3 separate regions of the Mus musculus genome follow, and regions 1 and 3 are each linked to region 2. The links are chromatin contacts, called in public promoter capture Hi-C maps. All regions are on one chromosome and are shown on one strand. The core of a region is the stretch at or near the end of the contact, and the rest is flanking DNA. Distances in the headings are between cores, read along the strand shown. Region 1 holds the start of Rnf17 (ring finger protein 17). Region 2 holds the start of Gja3 (gap junction protein, alpha 3). Region 3 holds the start of Atp12a (ATPase, H+/K+ transporting, nongastric, alpha polypeptide).

The links. Promoter capture Hi-C pulls out the DNA fragments that hold promoters and counts their contacts.
Region 1: a promoter capture Hi-C map of embryonic stem cells shows a contact between it and region 2, with 3 times the contacts expected there. The contact joins the promoter of Rnf17 here to the promoter of Gja3 in region 2. A contact is called at or near these places in 12 of 39 promoter capture datasets (the 3T3-L1 cell line, 3T3-L1-derived adipocytes, the C10 cell line and 7 more), 3 of 15 datasets of contacts at CTCF or cohesin (embryonic stem cells, large pre-B cells and stem cell-derived epiblast-like cells), 2 of 484 Hi-C or Micro-C datasets (embryonic stem cells and gonadal supporting cells), 3 of 115 datasets of contacts at active chromatin or transcription factors (embryonic forebrain and embryonic stem cells) and 2 of 9 other capture datasets (adipose tissue and liver).
Region 3: a contact with region 2 is called in a promoter capture Hi-C map of pre-B cells. The contact joins the promoter of Atp12a here to the promoter of Gja3 in region 2. A contact is called at or near these places in 23 of 39 promoter capture datasets (the 3T3-L1 cell line, 3T3-L1-derived adipocytes, the C10 cell line and 13 more), 4 of 15 datasets of contacts at CTCF or cohesin (embryonic stem cells, large pre-B cells, pro-B cells and 1 more), 102 of 484 Hi-C or Micro-C datasets (3T3-L1-derived adipocytes, B cells, the Ba/F3 cell line and 54 more), 13 of 115 datasets of contacts at active chromatin or transcription factors (astrocytes, bone marrow-derived dendritic cells, bone marrow-derived macrophages and 6 more) and 3 of 9 other capture datasets (adipose tissue, embryonic stem cells and liver).

The regions. Positions count from the first base shown.
Region 1 is chr14:56,400,517-56,404,051 of GRCm38.p6, reverse strand. Rnf17 (ring finger protein 17) reads right to left here and starts at 1,355. Exons shown (of 37, transcript NM_001033043.1): 1 at 1,228-1,355. The coding sequence starts at 1,351.
Region 2 is chr14:57,055,780-57,059,475 of GRCm38.p6, reverse strand. It overlaps Gja3 (gap junction protein, alpha 3), which reads left to right and starts at 1,753. Exons shown (of 2, transcript NM_001271623.1): 1 at 1,753-1,949.
Region 3 is chr14:56,363,447-56,366,934 of GRCm38.p6, reverse strand. It overlaps Atp12a (ATPase, H+/K+ transporting, nongastric, alpha polypeptide), which reads right to left and starts at 1,867. Exons shown (of 23, transcript NM_138652.2): 1 at 1,646-1,867; 2 at 837-986. The coding sequence starts at 1,654.

The DNA.
Region 1 (3,535 bases), core at 106-2,605, 660 kb after region 2:
TGCACAGACAAGCCACTGACTTTGTAAGATTATGTTCAAGAACCTTATTTTTTTTTTAAATAATTTTCATTTTAAAATGGGCATTTTCTACCTAACAGAAACAGTGATCTAAACTCCAAATAAGGCCAGGCCTAAAGGTACAAGGCTGCAATTCCAACTACTTAGGAGGTTGGACCAAGGACAGCTAGTTTGCCTACCATGTACAAGGATTTAGATTTACTACCTAGCACTGCAAAACAAATACCTCCAGAGAGATTGAAAATACAACTAGTTTTCTCTGTGGAAGGGTCTGTCTCCCAAATGGTGTCCATCTTCAAAGAGCCCACTGACCTCCCCTTTAAAGTATAAACATTAAACAGGTAAAAGAGTAAGACTTTTTAGTCATTTCAGTAGTTTTGATTCAATAACGAATACCTATTAAAATTATCTAAAGTACTCAAGTTACATTAAAATAACCTGAACTTAAAAATTCATTTTGTAGCCGGGCAGTGGTGGCACATGCCTTTAATCCCAGCATTTGGGAAGCAGAGGCAGGCAGGCAGGTAGATCTCCGAGTTCGATGCCAGCCTGGTCTACAGAATAAGTTCCAGTACAGCCAAGGCTACATAGAGCAACCCTGTCTCGAAAAACCAAACCAAATAAACAAAAGGAAAGAAAATTCATTTTGAAGATTGTAAATGACCTCCATAAGGGCACAGTGAACAAAGGCAAATACAATATCCTAAGATTCACAAAAGGAACTATAGTTTCTCCAGCAACGCTTTAAGTTAAATTGGGCCTTTTTTATTTTATTTTTTTCCATCTAAGAGCTTTTCAGTTTACTTATTATTCCTACAAGAAAAACTGAAAAACTACCCAGGAAAATCAAGTTTTATTTCTTCTTGATCACTAGATCATGAAACATTCCTTTCTTTCCTTCCTTCCTTCTTTTTTTTTTTAACCGAAGGAGGAATAAATTCAAATGTTGTGGTGGAGGAGGGTGACTCCAGATAATTAGTACCCTACTTCCTCACCCGCTGTTTCTTGAGCCTATCAACTTAGGGAAGTATGGGAAACGCGCTCCAGAGACTTGGCAGAGCTAACCGCCCGCCTCACATCTCTGTCTCCATCTTCCTGGGTGTGTGGAGAGAACCCTGGAGGGCCGGCCCAACCGCGCACAAGCCCGAAGCCAAGGCCGGGGTCACACACCCTCCCACGGGGCCACCCAGCCAGTCCCAGGCTCCTCACCGGAGGCAACGGACACCTTCCTTCCACACCGAGTGCACTGACACCCCGAAGCACCCTGCGCTCCACTCTTACTCTCCACTAGGTGACAGGAAGCCAGCCCGGTCGACGAAGCCTCTGCCGCCATTGCTCCTCTCAGCGCTGAGGGGCAGCAGCACGTGCAAGTCCCAGCAGCCCTCGCGTCAAGAACCAATCACAGGACTCCGGCGACCATAGGTAGCCAATCAGGAGGCAGAAAGACTAGGCCCCGCCTCACTCCCCACCCCCCAACCCCAGGTTGCTCTGGCTGCATTGCGGTGCTGGGCTTTTATCCTGGAGGCCTGTGTTCTCAGAAGAGGCCGCGAGTTTACTTTTTTTTTTTTTTTTTTTTTTTTTTTTTTGGTTTTTTTCGAGACAGGGTTTCTCTGTATAGCCCTGGCTATCCTGGAACTCACTTTGTAGACCAGTCTGGCCTCTAACTCAGAAATCCACCTGCCTCTGCCTCACAAGTGCTGGGGATTAACACGCCCGGGTGCGAGTTTACTTTTTACTTTTGAAGTCTTACCCAGGAGCCACCACTTTACACTTTTCATCAACTCGAATTTGCATTTTGTGTATTACGACTTACATCACTGGGCCAGGGGGACCTCAAGTACCAGGCCTTTAGAACCAAGGAGGCCCCGTCTCCATCTGCTTTGGGTCAGGGCGGCAATCTGTCATTACTTGATATCAACTGTTGCAGAGAAGTCAATTAGCTACCCTTGTGAGAGATCCAATTAATTCCAAACAAAGGGATGCTCGTTACTAATAGCTCCTGAGCCTCATCTACAAGTCACTATCCTGGGAGACATCGAGGATGCAAAGAATTTGCAAACTAATAGATTTCTGTTTGAGAGACATGTAGCTAGAATTTTGTGAAGACACGGAGTCGATATGGTTTACAGTGAGTGGTATGAAAAGTCTCCCTAGACATTGCAAGATTTTCCCTAGACCCTAAAACCCCACTGGTACTATAGGAATGAACAGAGAGTAATAATCCCGGGGGGAAAGAACTCAAGGAGAAACTTTTAGCAGGGAGATACAGCGGCTGCTAAGGAATTAATTTATAAATCATTCAGAGAGCATACTAGTTTCCTTCGTATGGGATTTTGGTGGGAGAGAGTGGAGGCTGAAGAATTTTAAAGCGTTCTGAATATTACACTTTGCCCTTTGATCAGGAAAGCATGGGAATGGCTTTGTGAACAAAGAATGAAAGAATCCAGTAGCTGAGTGATGGGAGTATTTCAGAAGAAGCGACTGAAGGTGGCAGGTCCAACTCAGCAGTTAAGAATAAAGCCCATCGGGGCTGGTGAGATGGCTCAGTGGGTAAGAGCACCCGACTGCTCTTCCGAAGGTCCGAAGTTCAAATCCCAGCAACCACATGGTGGCTCACAACCACCCGTAATGAGATCTGATGCCCTCTTCTGGTGCATCTGAAGACAGCTACAGTGTACTTACATATAATAAATAAATAAATAAATAAATAAATCTTTAAAAAAAAAAAAAAAAAAGAATAAAGCCCATCCATATTGTTTCTCTTTCCTGCTCTGTATTGTATATGTGATTGTATGTGGTTGTTTTTTTTTAATTGTGCTCAGAGGCACACACCTCCTAGAACAGAAATTGACATTTTTATAGGGTTTGTTTGTTTTTGTTTGTAAAACAAACTATTTTGTACCTTGAATTGGGTGTATGTATATTGAAACATTGTAAAAGTAAACGTATCTCAGAATCTAAAGGTGTGCCATCCATTTCTTAAGTATTGCTTTTTGTTTCAGACTGCCTTTTGAAAATAGTGAACAATGTTTTCAGATATGAAAATAAGCAGACTTTATTAGTAATTGAGAAATTTTATGATGGACTGATTTTTTAAAAAGTTTAAAGGCATACTCCCACTGAAAAATTCCTATGCCCTGTTACCTTTAGGAGGAAAGATGGATTCTCACAACCCATAGGTTTTACTGACTCGTGATGGAGCTTAAGTTGCTTCCTAATACTAATCAAGCCCATAATCTTATGTAACATGTTGATTACTCTTACCTTTAAAAAAGTTTCGTCTTTCCTCATCTGAAGTACCCACCCCTTCCTCTTTATCAACTCGTGTCTTTTCAGGCTTTGCAGGTTGTCAGCAGGTAGTATTAGTCTGATTTTGCCTTTTACTTTTTGAGTCAGAATCTATCTATCTTTCCCAGGCTGGTTTCAAGCGTCAGGACTCAGGTGATCTCTCATTTGAGCTTCCAGAGTTGCTGGAGTAACAGGTACATGCCACTATATACACACACTATATAGTAGT
Region 2 (3,696 bases), core at 504-3,003:
CGCCTGAGTCTCAAATGCTGAAACTATATTTACCTGGCTTTAGTTTGACAGCACGCACGTCTTATATGTTAACTCAGACAGCATCTGTTCCTGTTGTAGCTGGCTTTTTCATTGCCATATGATCTATCTTCATATCAATTGTACATTCATGTTCTTTTCTAAGGCCAAACAATATTTTACAGCACTTAAAACCTCATCTGTGCGCCCATCCATCTTTCTGGGAGCATCTAGATTACTTCCACCTTTCCACTCTTGAACTGTGTTATGAAGTGGGTGTGCAAAGGGTATTTGCAGTTACACATTTTAAATCTATTTCCAATAAAAAGTTGCAAATCATTATTATACTTCTGGCTTTACCAATACAATACTAGAGTTTGTCCAAGACGGTGCAAGTCTTTTAATACTTCTGATGCTTCTGTGGGGAGAAGTATTCTTGTATTTCTTGGAGAGAATAAAAACAACAGAAAAATAAAACCTTCTAGAATAACATTTCTGGATTTCAAAAGAACCTAGGCAGGTGTGCAGTGCAGGCTGCCATCACGGCCCTGGGATGTCTGCAGGAGGTTCCGGTTGAGACCAGGTCCCGCTCCCGGAGACCCTGTCTAAGAGACAAAACGAAATAAAACAAAACTGTATCCATGTGTTACCAAGTCCTGCAGGAGACCGGCTTCACGTCTCTTCATAAGCTTTGTTTTCTTTCTCGTTGGAATACGCTTAAATTCAGACTCGAACAGAACGACTGAATTCTTCAAAGTCAGCGGATTGCAAACCCAAATAGAGCCAAACTTTTTAATGAAGCAATAGGTCTTTAGGGGGACTGTAAAACAACCAGAAATGCACATTTTCCCTTATTCCTAAAATAAATCCATCACTCATAAAGGGACTTTGGGGATCCCTTCTAAAACTGCCACCAACATTCAGTGAATTATTATTTACTAATGATTAGCTGCTGTTCAAGTCCTGTTAGACCCTAGGAAGCCAGAGGAAATGGACAAGGCCAAGATTCTGTCCCTCTCGGTGTCGGTGTCTTATGACTCTCAGAGAAACTCCGAGGGTTAGACACATTAAAAGCCTCACCCCGATGCGGACAAGCTAACCGGACCACACTCTGCCATCCCATCCCCAAGACCGTCTGGAACAACTTGCCCGCAGGGACATCTTCCCCAACACTTCAGGCCATGCCAAGTTTCAAGCGCCTTGGAACAAGTTAATTTAAAAAAATTAGAATCCGTGGAGCTGTCGGCTAATTTGTGTCCGCCTGGAAGCAGGCTGGCGGCCGCTATTTATAGCTTGTTGCCCGCGGGGGCGTCTCTATCCGACAGGGTGAGACAGGATTCCGGCTGGGACTCGCCCGAGGAACAAGTCTGCATCCCCAGGCGGCGACACCCGGGCGCGACCGAGGCGCCCTCCCGACGCCCACGCGCGCAGCGCCCAGGCCGCTCTGGCAGTCGGTTGTGCCTTGCTCCCGCCCCGGCTGTCCACTCCTGCCCTATAGGACCCGGCCCTCGGGTGTCTGCGGCCGGGAACCCCATCCGACACCTGCGGCGGATCGGCGGAGCTGAGAGAGCCCGGACGAGGAGCGCGCGTGGTGCGCACTGGGGTGCAGGTGGCGCCCGAGGATGTGGGCGCGCGAGGAGGGGGCAGGTGCCAGCTTCCCCAGACGGGACCCGGTGAGGGGCGCAGGGGCGTGGCCTGTGGGATGCGGGGAGGCGTGGCTGGCAGAGTGGGAGGTGGCGAGGGCGTGGCGGGGCGACAGGGCAGCGGCGTGGGGCGCCAAGTGCGGTGCGTACCGCGGTGGTGGGGATGGCGGCCGGGGCGGAGAGGCCCGGCCCTAGCGCGGGGCGCTCGTGGGAAGAAGGGGCACCGCACGAGTAAAGAGGGAGCCTCCTTTACAGAGCAGGCCGAGCCCGACTGGGCGAGGAGCGCCGGTGCCGCCGCGGCCGAGCGGGGTAAGGCAAACTGGGAGTTCCAGGGCCATATTGGGGACCCGACAGCACCAGGGGTGGCGGGACGCGGCGCTGTCACCCCTGGGCAAGGCCCTGTTGCTCCCCGATCTTGGGAGGCTTTCGTGATTCTTTGGATTGTTGTGGGGTGCAGTAGGGCTGGGGAGCTGAGCCTTGGGAAACTTTGGGAAAGATTACTGTTCTTCTAGACTCCTAAAGACCTGGGCGGAGCGCCTGCTCTCTTTAATGGACGGTCAAAGCTGGGTCGAGATGGTTTGCCCTTGGGTTGGGGAAAGCAACCAGTCCCTATCCCCAAACAGCAGGGATCCTAAGGTCATTTTAACCTGCAAGTGGCCTGCAAGTGGCGGGGTACATTTGTAGTGTTTGATTGGAAAGAAACAAGGAGGGCCCACTTTTCTCAGAAAAAAAAACTTTTAGAAGTTTATTTTCTTCTTAAATACTTTAGTTGTTAGTACCACGACCCAGCTTCTTGATCTGTACGTGTGTGGCGGTGCACACGAGTAAAGACTGTACATGTTTGGAAGAGCGCCCTTAGCTGCCTTCTACAATAATCTTTTCATTAAGAGACTTGTAGTGACATTAAATTCCAGTGGCGGGCAGCTGTTTGCTTTCTGTCCACTCTTTACACAGGTAACTAGAATTCACTCTCTTGATCAGCCGTCTTGGTACCTGAATAATGTGAAAAGGGCTTCAGCTCTCCAGTTTTCCTTTTATCACGACGCCTCCAAAACGTGCCACTTAACAGCGGCTGTGTAAAACAGCCAGGAAGTGAATTGTGCACAGGCTCTCTCTTGGAATTCAAAACTATGACGATCTGTAATCTGTGCATCACTTCACACACTGCCCTTCTGTCGTGCCGTGAAATATATTGCAAGACAAACATGGAAAGATTAAACTGGAGTAAGGGAGGGGCTTTTCTAAATATCAGTTGTGTTCAAAGTAAAGAGCTAACTTGGCACAAAGTCTCCTGGCTCAGCAGTTTGGCCTCTGTTGAGATAAGCATCAAACAGGGCAATGCTTTGCCCTGTAGTGTGAAGCAGTTTACAAAACGGTCCCACGGGGACAGACAGTGCAGTTTGCTGACCAGCACGTGGCTGGAAGTGGTCGGACTTTAAAATGGCAGGAAACAAAAGTTGACTCTTTGTCGATAAGGAAAGAATTTTAACCAATTTTTTTTTCTGAACAGCACTAAAATTTTAGGGTTTTCTGTTCATTTTTCATAGCTGAATGACATATGATGGGTTTGGAACTTCCTTGCAGCCAGCCTGACGTATGTAGAAACTGGGACTACATCCTGCATTGCTTGAAAGCATGTCTAACAGTACCTAGGACACACAGCCTTAAGAACTCCACCATGTCACAGTCCCATGAACATTAATAAACATACACATTGGTAACTTGCCAGTGTGTGTGAGGACATTCAGAGGATTGAAGGGCCCCCAGGAAGCCTTTCACTTGTGCAGAAAGCCTGGTCCTAGGATCTGGATGTGAAGAAACCCAGACAAACTCAGCTGGTGGCTGGACTCACTTGTGTCTGTCCACCCATCCTTCTGTGGGGCTCCAGGACTAGGCAACCAGGGTCTATATTGCATCTATCCATTTTCCCCATGCCTGCCTCTTCCACGGCCTGCAAACAAGTCTCCAGAGGCAAGGACCACAGTCTTGTTGAGTGTTCACAGCACATACAGCTGCACACAGGATATATTTAATGTTTCCTGGAGAGAGAAACGCA
Region 3 (3,488 bases), core at 618-3,117, 690 kb after region 2:
TAAATCTGGCAGTAGCCCAACACGCCCCGGGGCTTTGAGGTCTGCCAATGAACCGCAGGGGCGGTCCAGCGAACCGCAGGGGCGATCCAACACAACCCCAAGCTCCCTTTGACCTTCCTGAGAGGATAGCTTGCAGTTCACATCCAGGGTAAGTTGTTCATTAAAGCCATCAGCTTTAGTAACCCAGCGACATAATAATATCACCCTTCCATAAAGAAACTTAACTTCTAAAACATAGCTCATTTCCCCACCCCGCCACAGACTTCGAGCAAACTGTTTCCCATTTTACATAGGGAAAGAAGGGGTGGGGTGGGGGATGGGTGGGGGGAGTGGGGAGAGTGGGGGTTTGGGGAGGGGAGTTTCCATAGTTTGATTGTGCCCAGTTACAGTTCAGTCCTTGAGAAGGGCTTAGATTGAGACTATGATTGTGGAACCCAAGCCAGACATTTCTCCCCTAGAGCAGTTGTTTTTTTTTTTTTTTTCCCAGGAATACATAACACCTCAGATGGTGAATGAGAGGAATGGGCTCTGCCTCTCTGCCTCTGGCGTTTACAGTTAACCTCCTGGTCCTGTCTAGGACTGCCTCCAACCAGAACACAGGAATCTGGCAGCAAGGATAGAGGAGGACACAGGAGAACAGAACCCAACAAGTAAAGTTATCATCATGCTCTAACAGACAGACAAACCAACCAAGCAACAAACAAGGAGATTGGAACCCTTCTAAGATATTCCAAGACGTTGATGCCATTTTTTTTTTTTCCTTTACCAGAGGGAAGTTATAATGGCACATGCTCTGGTGAGGAGGCACCAGACTCTTTTGCCTTCAGGGGACTGACCAGATCAAGTTCTTTCTTCAGCTCCTCCTCCTGACTCTTGTTGGGTTCTGAGTCTTTGTTCTTCCCGCCCTTGAACTTTTTGTCATCTTTCTGGTCTGCCAGCTCGACGTCTTTAGTTCCATTGAGCTCTACAGAATAGATTTCTGTTTTCTGGAAGAGAAGCAGACGTGTAAATATTAGCTCCAGACAGGTTTCCTTGAGGAGGTGCCTAGTTCCTCCCAGAGGGTGGGGGTATCCCTAGAAGAAGAAGAGCGCTAGCCCCTTCATCTCCAGCTGGAGAGGAAGTGGAGGACCCGACTGTGGGAAGTCTCCCTCCTTACCCCCCCCCCCCACACACACACAAAATCCCTTCTCTGTGGAGGCAGAAGCCTCATCTGGTACAGCCCCAGCAGCATCTTTTCAAGGGACCCCTCTCTGGGTCTGGGCAGGCGTGAAAGTTATCATTTTCCCTAGCACCTTGGTCCATGGTTCACACTGCTTCTTAAGGAAGCGGTTTAGTTTCAAATAGGCTCACTGCAAGCGTGCCTTTTCAGACCCTTGCATCCAACAGAACCCAAGTCATCTCCGAATTGGAGCTTGCAGAACAGCTGCTGTGCTTGGCAACTCTGAGGACCCTTCTTGCACAACTATACTAACTTCTATACACTGTCTGCCCAAAAGTTTACCATATATGTTCTTGGCAGCTGGGATTGAGTTCAGTGTTAAGAACTATAACCTCTATTGTCCCAAGACCAAGCATTTCTTTTTCTTTTTCCTGCGCTTCCCGATGGTCGTCTAAGGTCCCCACTAGACCTGGAGATATCACGCACCCGGCGCATACTGTGACTGGTGGTCCAACCCGCTGGCAAATGATGAAAGACACCGGATGCTGGCGTGCTGAGGTGAGCCCGGTAAGTATGAGGACGCGCGTTGCCTTAGCGGCGCGCTGGACTGTGGTTCCTAGAGACAGGTCCGATCTTTCGGTGGCGGCTGCCGCGGCGGTGTGCAGGTCCGGGTCCCTGAGTGGTGACAGCGACGATGTTGGCGTTACAGAGACAAGGCACCAACCCGGACCCAGCACGCACCTCCGCGGCCGACCGCCAGCCGCTGTCCTGGGGAGGTGGAGCGCGCCTTAAATGCCGCGCGCTCCGCCCACGTACCTGGGGCGACGCAGCTCACTGCACTGGGGACGCCCCTGGGGTAGGAAACCCGAGGACACGCAAGCCTGGGTGGGGTAGGATTGGTGGCCAGGGATCTGAGGATCTTAGGTGGGGACTCCTCTTGATACCTGGCTGGAGGACGCGGGGTCTGCCTTAGGGCGGGTCTGGAGACCAGGTCCAGCCGGTTGCGCAACAACAGTGGCACGCGCCAGGTGCGTGCAGCCCCCGTGCAAGCGCCACTGCCTTTCTGTCAGTCGGACCCCGGATTCCTGCAAGCCCTGGGCTCATCCACGCCCTATGGAGCTTTTATGAAAATCCACACCCACTTTCTTTTAAAACTGCAGTTTCCTTACCAATAAAGGAATTTATTTTAAAAATGTGTAAATGAGGGTGGGGCGGGGAATCTATCTAAGGTGACTGAACAATAAATACCAATTTTAGAGTGCATTTGCTTAGATAAGTGAGACTCCGGAGCAGTCTGGGCCAACCGCCAAAGACTTTATTGAGTAGCTGAATTACTTTGTAAAGATCCAGAAAAGAAATAAAAATCTGGAGTTTTGAAACAATATTGGAAGTAGAGAGGATAAGGGGACCTGGGGGTGGTGGTTAGATCAGAGCTCCAAGGAGGAGCAGGCTGAAGGTTTTCAGAGCCAGGGTTTGGGTAGGACTTTGACGACACAGATGGATAGCTCTGTTCTCCAAAATACTGCTCACCATCGCTTCTGCCTTTACTACCTCCTGCCTGTCCTCCCCTTTTCCTGCAATCAGAAAGGGCAAAGTTGGAAATCTAGGGTTTTCCTACTGTGGACCAGGAACAAAACAATGAGTCCAACGTCTTCACTCCACAGATTCTTTAGACTTGGAGGGGATGTTGTGTTGCAACACAGACTGGAGCCACAGTGCTCCAGACCTGTGTATTGTCTTCCCTGCTTCCTCCAGGGGAGAATGTGGGGTCTGAGGGGTGGTGCTGCAGGCGACTTTTATTTATTTACCAGCTGTTCTGGCCAGCCCTTAACTCAGGGACAACATAGGCTGGAGAAGTAAGTCCCAGAGAGATGTTCCTGGGTCACGGTCATTATGGGGTTTCAAGAGCAGACCCAGAATGCAAAGTGCAGGCAGGGCCTTAAAAATAGAATTTAGAATATTTAGAAGGTTGTATCTGTCTGCGTCAAGTGTAGGGTAGGATAACATTAAACTTGACAACGGTTTCAGTCAGGTTCTTTGGTACCTCCTGGGTTTTACAGAGGTGAGGTCCTGCTTAGGTGCTGGGTCCTGCACTGTTCCTGACTTCTGCCAGGGACAGTCTTGGTTCCTGCTGCTGCTGGAACCAAGTTCCTGCTGTTGCTGCTGCCTTGGCCTTGGAGGCAGTTCCTGGTGTCATGTGATATCTGGAAGTCTCTATTTCTACCAAAAGGAGGGAGGGCATAATGCTTCTAGTCCCCTCTCCGTTGTGAGGAGAGCAGTCCTCAGATAACTGTGACACAATCACCTTACCTATAGACCCAGGTGTTGG